3 separate regions of the Zea mays genome follow, and all the other regions are linked to region 2. Evidence: chromatin contacts called from public Hi-C data. All regions are on one chromosome and are shown on one strand. Each heading gives the region's core, a stretch centred on a gene start, on an enhancer-like site or on the middle of the called end of the contact. The rest is flanking DNA. Distances are from core to core; before and after follow the strand shown.

Region 1 (4,285 bases), core at 1,490-3,989, 230 kb before region 2:
ATATATATAGGATGCGGCTCCGTGCGTTCGCTCGCCCATTCCGTGGAGACGCTCCATGTTTTAACGTACACGCATGTTGTTGTTGAAGCTAAACAATTCTTGTATCCAGTAGCATGGTGCCATGGACGTCATCCTCTCTTTGTCGCCAAACCTGCACTGACAGAGGGTGGAGCCTAAGTTCCTGTGGCCTGGTGAGTGTGCATGACCCATACAATACAACAAACTAACCAGCCCGAGTTTTCATCTTCACGCCGAGAGCAGCTGGTTGACAACTTCATGGTCAGAATGACCTTCAAACTGTGCGAGCTTTCGGGTGCAGGGATTCAATCAGAAAGCACAAAGGAAATGTACAAATGCCAAAGGTATTCGCTATAAAAACCGTCCAATTTCATGACACATGAACAACACCACCCTGGCACGGCTAGGCCTGGTGCCAAACGAGGTTCAAACCGCAGCCGGCCGGCTCCTCCCTTGGAGCCTCAAGCCCTTAACCACCGGGCTATATACCCAATTTCAGCACATATATTACCTACAAGAAACATCTGCCCCTGCGCCCCTGCAACAGTTAGGTGCTTGTCAAGACTAATTTGCACTTCAGTGGAACTCGATGGTTTAGTTGCAGGGTACTCGATAATTTAAATGTGAGGCGACCAGCAGAACAGGAATGATTCAAACGCCCAAATGTTCATCAAACCTTGTGTTCCATCCACAGTATTTGTTTGCTTTAAGTAGTCATCATTTATTTCCAACTTCTGAGCAAACGAGTGACGAATCTCTAGGCAATCCTCATATCTAAATGGTACTCCCTCTGTCCCAAATAAAAATTTATTTTGGGATGTTAATAGATTCATACAATACTTGATGTATATGTTTTATATATATGTATATATTTATCATCATTCATTTGAATATAAACATAAAAAATAAGAGCTAAAACAAATAGTACTATGGGACGGAGGGAGTACCATAAAATCTTGCAGACCTGAGAGCACACATGAACTATTGCAAAGCATGTTGTAACAGATTCCCATATCATGCTGGAATTGTGGTGAGCTTCTATGGAATTGTGTTGAGCTTCTAGAAGCACCAAATCTATAACTGATGTAAGACAATTATGCAAATTCTTATTGAGGAAGTTAGATTTTCAATACCCAAAAAGAATAACTCAGTTAAACAAAGTTTACCCTGGCAAAGACCTTTTTCCACAATTGCTTAAAAAGATACTGTATTACCCTTTTTCCTAGGGTGATAACAAAATTCAGTAGATTGCATGATCAGAAAACACAGAATATATTCAACCCCAGTAAAATCATTCCATACCTTCCAGGCATTGCATTCAAGATTCTAACTATCTGGGATACATCACAAACAACACGCTAAAGTAAATTTACATTGCATAGAGGAACAAGCAGCAATTGAACATTTGACAAGCGTCGGCTTGCTTTTGCGATATCCTCCCTCTACTCAGGGATTTGCGCCAATTGCTGCTGTAGCACTATCCCATATCTCCACAGGCAGCTGATCAGCTCTGGCCAATGCCATCCTGCTGCCACCAAATGCCCAGCTCACAATCTTGGGCTTTGTGGATAGTTCACTGCCAACCCAATTCCTCCTCATCACCTTCTTTCCACTGGCTTCTGGTGCCAATCCCACCTGACTCCACACCTCAACGTCCGCGCCTCGTGCCACAAACACCCAACTGCAGTAGCACTCAATTCTACAACCATTCCTCTCTTTCCTTCCAGATGATGCGGCTGCAGCCGCCTTCTATCCATCGCCAATGCACACCCATGGCTCCAATCCAACGCCACCACCGTTACCAAGCCTCCTCAGGTCAGCCATGAACACCTCACTGGATGCTGCACCCACCTTGAACACCGCTGACAGTGCGTCAGACGCGGCAACATCAGCAAAGCAATCCTCCTTCTCCCTGACCTCCCACACTGGCACCGTGGCGCTCGCCCGAACATCCCAAAGACGTATGTCCCCCACCACCCCGGCCGGCCCAGAGTGAGAGCTGGCGGCGAGAAGGAGGCTGTGCCCACCAAGCCACGCGAGCTTGCTCGCTGGGATCGCAGCCTCGATGTTCCGAACACCTCCTTCCGCCCGATTTCCACTACAGGAGTCAGGACGCGGCGAGCAGTAATGGCGGCGAGGAGGGGGCGACAGTGGTAGAGGAGAGGAGGTGCGCGACTGTCTGCGAGATGAGGAGCGACCGACGGCGGGTGAGGAGCCGCCGCGCGAGAGCCGCGCGACCGACGGAGAGCCTGCGGGCGCGGGCATATCTAGGGTTTTTCCTAGATGGGCCGTTTACAATTGAATTGATAGATGGGCCTCATATCAGCCAGCCAAATAAATTTCATGTTCTCTACCGCGGCACAAATAAATGGTACCATATCGGCTAGCAAAAGAGTGCGGCAGCAACTTATAAACGTGGCTGCTACAGAGAAAGCAATTAGCTCTTGTAATCAGTTAGTGGTATATTGTAAACATGTATTGAACTTTTGTGCGCACGGATGGACGATCCAGATTGAACAACAGCCATGCGGGCTACCCTTAGAGCCTTAATAAGTAGTAGAGATAATACTTTGTCCTTATATATATTTTATTTAAATCCATTTGCCTGAAGTTTGCTGTTGGAAGCAAAGCTGCTTGAGTCTCCGACATTACTTTTTTTTTCTCACCGTCGCGTCTTGCGCTGCAAAATCTAATCCGTTTCCGACCTTCTAGAAGCCTTCAACCCGCCACTTTGCCCACTCTCCTCTTCCTTCTTTGCTACCCATTTCGTCGCAGTAGTCGGCAGTCGAAACCCTAGTCCCCTCGCTTTCCTTCCACTCGCCGTCGCGGCGCCGATAGAGCCAGAGCTGAAAGGCGTAGGAAAAGCTGGTGGAGGAGGGGATGGACCGGATCGTAGGCAGCAAGTACAAGCTGGGTCGCAAGATCGGAAGCGGTTCCTTCGGGGAGATCTACCTCGGTTCGACCTCGATCACGACAGCTGTTGTTCACTTTGCTTGGTGTTTGGATCTGACGAGGTTTTGGTGCTGTGCTTGTTGTTGTCCCCTCCCTCTCTATGCAGCGACGCACGTCGACACCTACGAGATCGTCGCCGTCAAGATTGTGAGCCCCCGTTCCCTCAGCCGTCCCTCGTTTTTGTTTGATTTTGTTGGAATTCGTCTATGGTTTCGCGGCTTCTTGCTATGCTTATTGCGGCGCGCAGTAGGGTTATGAGGTGGAGCTTAAAATTGTGTAATGTTGATTCAGCGTCCTGGACCCCTCAGGTTTTTGTGCTCTAGGTTACTTGCAACCTCTTTGTAAAAAAAATGAAAACGAAACCATCTCTGTAAAATGACATCTGTTAGGACATGATAAGTAGTCATTTGATGAAGTTACAAATGAATGGAGTTATTATATGACAACACATTGCAAATTAATATATGCTGTAGATGTGTATTTGCCATGTTTATTTTTGGAACTTATGTTTATTATTATGTACAGGAAAGCAGCAAAACCAATCATCCACAGTTGCTATATGAGGCCAAACTGTACAATGCTCTTCAAGGAGGGAGTATGCGTTTGAGTACATACAAATCTTACTTTGCTGATTGTTATACCATTATCTGTGTTGAATTGTTGCTATTTTGAATCCATGTAGCTGGTATCGCAAACATAAAATGGTGCGGCATTGACGGCGATGAAAACATTCTTGTTATTGATTTACTCGGACCAAGCCTTGAAGATCTGTTTGTTTATTGTGGCCGGAGATTCTCACTGAAGACGGTCTTGATGCTAGCGGACCAGATGGTAATAATTCTTCTCCAACCTCCCTAGGTTTTATTTACTATTGTGATGAATTTGTGAAAGGTGCCAATCACTTATGTTTATTTCTCAGTGATGCTTGTGTAGCACTCTTACAGTGCATCCCACGATTGCTACATATGCCATTAGCACTTGTTTGTGATCGACTGGATTATGCCATATGTAAGGAACACTCAAATTCAAGTGAATTACACTCAAATTTAAGTGGATCACACACAAATAGCTGACAGTGGAACACACAATCTCAAGTGATTTACACAGTAGCTACATTGAGATGGCACATGAGCAGAACAGCAAAATAGTCCTGCCTTTCTGTTCCTTATTTAACCTTAAAAAATCACCTCTTTTTTACCCATGCTGTAGTTGGTTGAAACTGGTTTTCATTTACTATTACAGATAACAAGAATAGAATTTATGCATTCTAAAGGCTATCTGCACAGAGACATCAAGCCTGATAACTTCCTCATGG
Region 2 (4,603 bases), core at 1,608-4,107:
ATCTTGTGTCTTGTGTTCTTGCTTGCTTTGCGCTTGAGATATTTTTGTTAGCAAGATAGACATATAGATTTTCTCGTCGTGTGGATCTTGTGGTGAAATAGATTTTATATATTCACTCTCCACAATTTGACCTAGTTATATTCCACTTCTCGAAAGGATTCGCAACTTACATTTTCTCTTAAATAATAGCCTAAAGTTTGCATAACAGTTGGATTGGTTCAGAGTGGTTCAACTTGCCCACGTAGCAGTTGAACCGGCCTGCCTAGTTGAACTGTGAATTTAACAATCTTTCGAAGTTTGTGTTGAAAATTTTCAGATTAGCCTATTCACCCCCCTCTAGGCTACTTTCAAACCCTTTACCGCATACTTCATATCACCGTCGCCCTTCGGCTCCGGCATCGACCACTCAACCTCTATGGCCAAACATTCTATGCCAAGTGTTCTTGAACTAGATCTCTGGTTCCTATATAACTGCACATGATATTGAAAGCAACCATGGTAGATTGTGGTTCATCTTTCATGCAGCACATCGACTTTTTAATGCTGAAGGATGGCTTCACTGACCTTTGGAAAATATCCTGAATATACTCCCTCTTCTCTAGGTCATTTTTCACATAAAACCATTCTTTTGTCCAGGAGTTCGACCATTTGCTTCGGTACACCGTACACCAAGACGGGGAACTGAGCGCCTTTTCGGTATTAAAAGTTGTAGTAATCGAAATTGTTATGAAGTCTCTCTTTTCCTATAACTTTAGTATAATAGTGCAATTCATGCAATCGACAGAAGCATTCCGCATTCGGTTCAGCACCCTAGCTTCGAACCGCCCAAATAAACACCCCTAGTCTCATTATGGCGCTAGGGGTCAATTGATGAAGGTATATCTCGTACTTCTTCAATACTTCGACCACCATCTTGTGTAATGGAAACCGAAACTAGCCTTGAAAAATCTTCAAAAGACTACAACTTCATTCTTTTGTGGTAGAGGCACAATATCCTCTTGGCTAAGTCTAATTATGTCAGTATCTTCAATGTAATTTAGCATCTTCATCACTTCAACATACCCTATCTTTAATGCAGATTTCCCAAAGTTTGCATGACTCGGCTTCATCGGGTGAATGTCGCTATCATCCTCCTCAAATTTGAGCTCTCCGTCACTCTCTTCCCAACACATCTTCAATATTTCCTTCAGTAGCCCGAGTTACCAAGTCTACAACACCTATTAGAACGATGTTTATTTCTTCCTTCTTCTCGGCGACATCCGAGGATGCCAAGGCGCCTAGTTCGAAGATCACCTTACTCTCCGCCATTGGCGAAAGCACGAAGATCTCAAAAAGGAAAAAGAGTTGATGAGCTTTGAAGTCAAAGAAAATGTGGACAGCAAGATGACAAGAGCACCAAAAGCCACTTTTATCTACCAAGAACATGCCCTGCTATATAGGTAAAAGGCATAGGATCCAAGGAGCCATACAATGGTCACTCGCTGCAAGTGGACCGCCCAGATCGTCCTCCACCTCTTGACTGGGAAAGCATATTCCGGAGGGTACTTTTTCAATAATGTGTTTTGGGAAGGTGTTTTTGGTACCTTCGACATAAGGTCTCCCTTCATGTATTCTGCGGTCTTAGCACATTATAGAAAACGAACTAATACCGCGAGGGGCTACTGTTGGGGGTCTGCTTGTGCTAAAGGCCTTTAAAATAATAAAATCGTATCCATCTTTCAGTTTGTTTCAGGAGTAATAAATTGACCTTCATCCTAAAAGCATCCATAGGGTACAAGTATAAGGTGGCAGCCTCGGCGTCATAACTTGGACGAAGCGTGATGAAGCTCGAAAGCCGAAGCACACATCCCAGAGGACAAAGGGCAGCTCAAGCGGCGTGCGCAACACATTTCCATGAGGAAAAGACAACACCTCATCAGTCTTTGTAGATCATATGTATAGGATTTAGGGATATAAATATAATTTTATATAAAGTTGTATGTCGCGCTGTCCCTATAACTAGCAGTATAGTGCCCATATGGGGCTACACTCCGGCAATCGACTGGAGTATTGTTGAATTGCTCTGCATCCTCTTGAGTCCAAGACATTCTTGTATCACCTCCAAGCATTCGAAGGTATCCTTGTGAACTCGTGTGAATAATGTTTCTATGTCCTTCCACAAAACACTTTTATTTGTCTTAACCTTCTCCATATGGCTTACTTATGTTATTTTTAAGTAGATCAAAAGGTGAATGGACCATATTACTTTAATTAGGGTTCTTTTTAGGAATCTTTATAGGTGATCAATATGGATTTTTTAGAGTTATCAAAAGAGAAGGACCTCAATGATTAATTGTCATGCTCCTCAAAACCTTAACATGTATGGCCTATGGATGGACCTGCAGCATGCAAGATAAAGAGGGTGCTTGTTTTTGCTTAAAATCGAATCCTGGCCGTCAGAATCAGATTTTAGCAGCTAAATGTTTCGGTTCTCAGTCGACCTTCGTGACTTTGGCGAAAATCGTCCAAATCATGATGAGAGAAATACGTCACCTCCTAGATCTTAAACCCTATAAACCCCTCATCTTCTCTTGCACATAAGTGCCCACGATATTCAAATTCTCCCCGGAGACAAATTTTCCAAGAATTCAGATTCTCTGAACCAAATGGACCCAAAATGCTAAGGATCAACGTTCACGAGAAAAAAAACAGGTCCGATCACAGGACAAGAGAGCAGTGGCGTGGGATTGGCAATTGGCATCAGTAGTGTCATGACGTTTGCGTCTTTGCTTCGCTCGCTTTCCTCTGTAGCTGTATTAATGCTCATCACCGATTCCGACTTGCCCTCACCTTGTAGCCTAAACTTGCGGCTACTCTGCTGCCACCACCCACCTCCTCTCTCTTCACCTCCCATTCTCTCTCTCCGCCCCCTGCTTGCCTGCTCTACCCACCTCATAAACTTCCCCACTCCTTCCTCCATTTCCATCCATTCTTCTCCCCAGGCTGCCGCCGCTGGCAGCCGCATATGCTGCTGCTGGTGCTCTGCTACTCCTTCGTCAATCTCTGCTGCCGTAAGTTACATATATGGCTGACACTCTCTCCTATTTTTTCTCATTCTTATTCGTATTTTATTATGCGATTCTTGAAAGTACAGAACTGTCAGGACTACAGAAATTAGGATGTTCCATGTCGTTTTTTTTGGGTTTTTCATGCCGTTGAACATTTACCTCCTGCTCCTGTTTTGGTAGTGTTTGTTCGACATTTCTGGTTTGTACACGCAGCTGTGCGAAGATCTTACACAACGGCGACTGTAATCTTTTTCCTCAGGGAACTCCGTAGTGCCTACAGTGGCCTTTTTCGTTTGTCCAAATCTTGGTAGAATTATAAGCAAAAAAAAAAAAGTTTTTTCCCTGTTGTATGTGTAGTTTATCCCTTCCCCCCACGGTTGTAGGTCAGTAGGTGTAGCAATGATCATCCTTTTGCTTTTGCGTAGCTTTCATGTCATGACTGGGTACACCATTTTCTTGGAGTTCATATAGTTCAGAACTTCGCGAATTGTGCTTATTAAGACGTCGGCTAAGTACGTTTCATATGCTCTACACTTTCCCGTCTCAATAATTGCCCCCCCCCCCCCCCCCCCCCCCCCCGGCATATGTATGTTAATTTTATTTCTGACGGACTTTGCACTGTCATTGTTGACTAGCTAGGCATTTTGTTTTATTTTAGGTTTGGCATTAGACGGATTCCAGTCAACTCCATCCATTTTGATGGTTAAACTATCAAAGATACTGCCGGTGCTGTGAATGGCTGCTCAAGTTCCTCAGATTCTTTAAATTCTGAGTTCATCCTCAATTCGGGGCTCTTGGTTTAAGCCGTTGGACGATTCATTGTACCGCGGAGGATTTTTTATGGCTCATGTTGCCTCGTGACATTGTGGTCTGACCAAAAGCTGCTTTTACATCTCCTTCATGGGCTGTTCAGCTTCCAAGTGTTGTTCACAATTGAAGTGCTCTTTGTGCTCAAATGGGTGCCTGGGGCAGGCACCTGACTCCCCGAGGGAATCCAGGGGAAAGTCAAGTCGGGGGAGAGGGAGGGTAGATTCTAGTGGTTCAGATGATTCTTCTGGTGATGATCTCGGGGAAGATGACGATGCTTTTAACCATATGAATGCTACAAGGGAATCAACTGCTGGCATCAGCCGACTGTCAAGGGTGTCGTCACAGTTTCTTCCTCCCGATGCTTCACGCAAGGTTCAGGTCCCTTTGGGTAACTATGACCTGAGATACTCCTTCCTGTCTCAAAGAGGTTACTACCCAGAATCACTGGACAAGGCAAATCAAGATAGCTACTGCGTACATACCCCATTTGGACCTAGTCCTGATGACCACTTATTCGGTGTGTTTGATGGCCATGGGGAATATGGAGCTCAATGCTCGCAATTTGTGAAGCGAAGATTATGCGAGAACCTGCTCAGAGATAACAGGTTTCGTACCGATGCTGTGCTGGCTCTTCATTCTGCTTTTGTGGCAACGAACACACAGCTGCATGCCGACAACTTGGATGACTCCATGAGTGGTACTACTGCAGTCACTATCTTGGTCAGGGGTAAAACTATTTACGTTGC
Region 3 (4,023 bases), core at 1,072-3,571, 160 kb before region 2:
GCGGAAGAATCTGGGTGAGAGAGACAGAGACGAGGAACAATTGAAAAGTTGGGAGTTAGGGTCTGTTTGGTTGGGCTGTGGCTGTGAAAAAAGTTGTTGTGGGATGTGAGCTGTAGAAAAAGCTGCTGTAGGCTGTAAGCTGTTAAAAAGCTAAAAATCGTTTGGTGGAAACCACTAAAAGTCGTTAAAAATTCTTCGATATATGTTTTCATAGTTTCATCCGAAAAGCCACTAAAAGCAGGTCCAGGGGTGCTTTCAGATTTGCACTACGAGAAAGTCGGCTTTTAGAAAAAGCTGCTTCCTGGATCCAGTCCTTTGGTTGGCTTTTGGCTTTTAAGGAGGCAAAAGCCAAAGCCAAAAGTCAAACCAAACACACCCTTAATATAAGCACTCGTGGTGGTTGCATGGTTGGTTGCGCATGTAAGAGGTAAGACTTATCTTATCTGTTTGTTAGACGAGACATAGGGGAGAAAATAGATATACGTGCTTCGCTCGAGCTCATGGTGGTTGGTTGGTTGCACATGCAAGGAATAAGACTTATCTTATATGGTTGTTAGGCGAGACATGGGGGATAGAACTATGCGCTTCGCACGGTTGCGGTGGTTGCATGGTTGCACATCTAAGGGATAAGGCTTATTTGGTTGGTAGGCAAGACGTGGTGAGAGAAAAATAGATCTACACACTTTCGTGCATGATACACGACGCGCGGAGAGTCACGACAGTGGTTGTTAGACAAGACATGGGGGAGAAAAATAGACATGAGAGAAAACAAATCTACCCGCTTCGTACGCGCGCTCGTGGTGGTTGCATGGTTGGTTGCACATCTAAGAGATAAGATTTTTGTTATTAGGTTGTTAGGCAAGACGTGGGGAGGAAAAATAGATTTATGCGCATTTGCACATGAAGCGTGATGATAGAAATGTGGGTTAAATTCGAAGAAATGTAAGTGTTTTTATAAGAGCGACAACGCCGAACGACCGTCGAAACTGATACTTCATACGAGTAGAGGTTATAAAATATAATACAATTTAACATCATTGATACTAATTCATAAATGTTGGGGGCCTTCCTCTTTCGAATGTCCTCAAAAACATGACTAATGTAACACCTCAGGTGTTATCTTCCGTTAAACAGCGATTATGGATTTAAGCGTGGGATGTCAGTAAATAAAGTGGACACTAAATTTTAATCATCCCGCAAAAGTTTGAATTTGGTGTCATACTTATTTCGATAATCTACGCAATTAAAAAGGGGTCATGAAGCTTTTGGATTATTGAATCTTCGGTTGCTGGCGAATTTTGAACTGTTTGGATCACGCGCGTAAGTGAATAAGAAAACTAGAAGACTTCTGATTTTATGAACAATTTGGAGCCCGCGTTGTCCGAACAGAACGCTGTGCGAGCTGATTAAGTGAATCGTTCCCCTCAGCATGTGATCGTTGGCATCAGATCAAATGATCGATCACTGGTGAGGATCGTAAAACTTAGACGGAACTAAATAACAGTCTCTCTGTCTTAATCTGTTTTGTTTGTCGCGAGTTCGACCATCGTTTTTATTTATCCGGGCTCTTCCTAAATTTTTGTGATGTTCGGAACATAGTTGTTCTGAAAATCGGTGCATCCGGTGATTATTTAAAATTCATCGCTCGCGCGAATACGAATTCGAAAGCCTGACCCACTCGGATGATTTTATCCCGAACAAATTAATCAGAACCCGACGACTATGGTTTTCGATGCGAATAATTCTGTTCCCTCTCGTGAACCGAGAAATCACGCATTGTCCGAGAAAAATCGTGTGCGAGGTTATGGATCCATTTATACTTCAGCACACTCTGTAAGATAATAAAATCAACTGTGTTTAGATAACGGATGAATTTTTATCCGATTTCGACTAAACCAGTGTTGTCTTAAATATTGTCTAAATATTGTAGCCTGATCTAATTTGGCTCTTCAAAATCTTAATTTTGGAACCTTGATACTTTGGCAGGCGTTTTTGCGCGAGAGAGAAAATAACAAAAATGAAAATGAAAATATCCTCTCTCTCTCCCGCTATTCTCTCTCTTTTCTGATTTTTTCCAGCCGTCCCTATCCGAGAGATTTTGATATTTGCTATCAGCAACAAACAGGTTTGTAAAATTGCCATCAGACCCACATTTCATAAACCCAGCTGGACCCACAATTCATAGACACAGTGGTAATTATAACAAGAAGACAACGTTGTGAGTGGCAAAAATCCAATTATCTCTCCCTATCCCCTGCCGGCTGGAGATTTTTCTCCGCTCTCCCTCAAGCCTATCCCTGCGCCGCTCAAGACTGGAGGAGAAATCCCACCGCCCAGCCGTGGTTATCTCCAGCCGCCGCAGAGAAAAATCTGCTGCCGTCGCCCAGGTCTTCATCTCCCATCGCCACGCGCCCCTGTTTTTCCTTGGCCGGAGCTCCGTCTCCACGCCATCTCCCATGGCCGCTGCACGCTAGCCCAGCTCCTTCTTCTCCCCAGCCGAACGGCTCTTCCCCACGGCGCTCCCTCCCTGCTCGGATTTTGCCAGGTCCGCGCAGCTCCCATGGAGCCCGACTGGATGTTAGGGACTGTCGGCCCAAACAGCCCATGCCAGCCCAGGTAGCTAAAGGAAAATATTATAAGGGCGCAATGAAGGTGACGAGGAGGTTTATGAAAGAATTATTCAGAACACCAACTCTGAATTCTATATTTGTTCTTCAGTTAATCTAGTAGAAGAGGCTAACAATTGGTATCAGAGGTGTTCGATCCTCAGCTTCAAATTTGTCAACACCATGACTCTCGACGTCAAGCTCATCCTCGATGAGTTCAACCGGAGGTTCGACGAGTGGGAGACTCGCTGGGACCGGCGCTTCTCGCCTCCGCCGGTGATGGAGCTGCAGGATGACCCATCATCGGTCGTGCTAGCACGCGCAAACTCCGGAGCCGCGGACGACTCCGTCAATGCGATCATCACCTCCACCGATTCCGACGTGTTGTTCGACGCTGTCATCACTGACAACTGGGGTGGGTGCTTCGACGACGACGAGCAGTACTGCGCGGCGCCATTCGTCATCGCCGATAACTGGGGCGGATTCTTCGGTGGCGAGGACCTCGATTCGCCAGAGGGCCCCACGAGATTCGTGACCGCCGAACTCGATGGCTACGATGAGATCGAGTTGGATGCCACCACCATCCTCGACGTGCTGCCCGACGCGCACACAGTGGGCAAGGCGCGATGCGCCTCCTACGCCGACCACCTCTACGCCTCCGCCTCCTGCACCACACCCGACCAGGCGCTCAACGGCCACTACGCCGATAAGCTGCTGATGCTCTGCTCCAGCAACATCACCAGCACCATGCCCACAAGGTGTTCGACGCTCGTTCCAACTCCGACACCTATGCCCGAAATCGTTGACGGCGCACACCCACAGCGCCAGGCCCCTCCTAGCGTCAGTGCAGCGGCTCGCAAGACCCCCGACGATCTCGAGCTCGGCCTCCCCGACTACTACGGCGCCGGGCGCCAGCACCCGCTCACCAGCCGCGTCGTCACTCTCTCGTACCGTGTGCCTGAGCTGCTGCTGAGTTACAATAGCCTAGAGGCCAAGGCGCTCCTGGAGGCAGCTCTTATGGAAGCTAACAAGGAGAGGAAGAAGAACATCACAGGCACCTTGACAACCAAACCCAACGACGACGACGACCTTGACAAGGACGACGACGAGTTGTGCCTGCGTGGCATCTGCCTGGAGTTGGCATGCACCATGGAGGTGCAGGACTACGGGCACCAGATGTACGTCGCTTTCATGCTAGCGCTGTACTTCAACATTTCCATGCCTATCACGATCGCTCCTTCAGCCATATTGAAAATGGCTCAGCCGGATGGAGAGCTGCTTGTTTCTGTTGGTGTCCCTGGTAATGCTCTTGTGCTCAAGATTTTAATTCAAGGTGTTGTGGCTGCCCTTCATAGGGAAACACTTCAAGGCACAAGTCTGAATGAAGAGCAGATGAAGCAGGATAGCGTCGCAGACA

The links. A called contact is a pair of places that touch in the nucleus more often than the background predicts.
Region 1: a contact with region 2 is called in a Hi-C map of leaf, with 6 times the contacts expected there. The contact joins the promoter of LOC100281714 here to the promoter of LOC100279221 in region 2. A contact is called at or near these places in 3 of 25 Hi-C or Micro-C datasets (all in leaf).
Region 3: a Hi-C map of leaf shows a contact between it and region 2, with 3 times the contacts expected there. The contact joins the enhancer-like site here to the promoter of LOC100279221 in region 2. A contact is called at or near these places in 2 of 25 Hi-C or Micro-C datasets (ear and leaf).

Annotation. Positions count from the first base shown.
Region 1 is chr4:228,762,398-228,766,682 of Zm-B73-REFERENCE-NAM-5.0, reverse strand. It overlaps LOC100281714, which reads left to right and starts at 2,739. Exons shown (of 15, transcript NM_001154634.2): 1 at 2,739-2,974; 2 at 3,077-3,117; 3 at 3,496-3,565; 4 at 3,653-3,801; 5 at 4,213-4,285. The coding sequence starts at 2,899.
Region 2 is chr4:228,532,361-228,536,963 of Zm-B73-REFERENCE-NAM-5.0, reverse strand. It overlaps LOC100279221 (Protein phosphatase 2C and cyclic nucleotide-binding/kinase domain-containing protein), which reads left to right and starts at 2,857. Exons shown (of 15, transcript NM_001320440.1): 1 at 2,857-3,050; 2 at 3,706-4,603. The coding sequence starts at 3,948.
Region 3 is chr4:228,689,514-228,693,536 of Zm-B73-REFERENCE-NAM-5.0, reverse strand. No RefSeq gene overlaps it. Among protein-coding and RNA genes, the nearest start is that of LOC100281714, 72 kb to the left of the region's middle. Within about 2 kb of position 2,321, at least 8 of the 20 cell types and tissues checked have an H3K27ac peak or open chromatin away from gene starts, as enhancers often do. A contact at or near this core is called in ear and leaf, where this site is marked.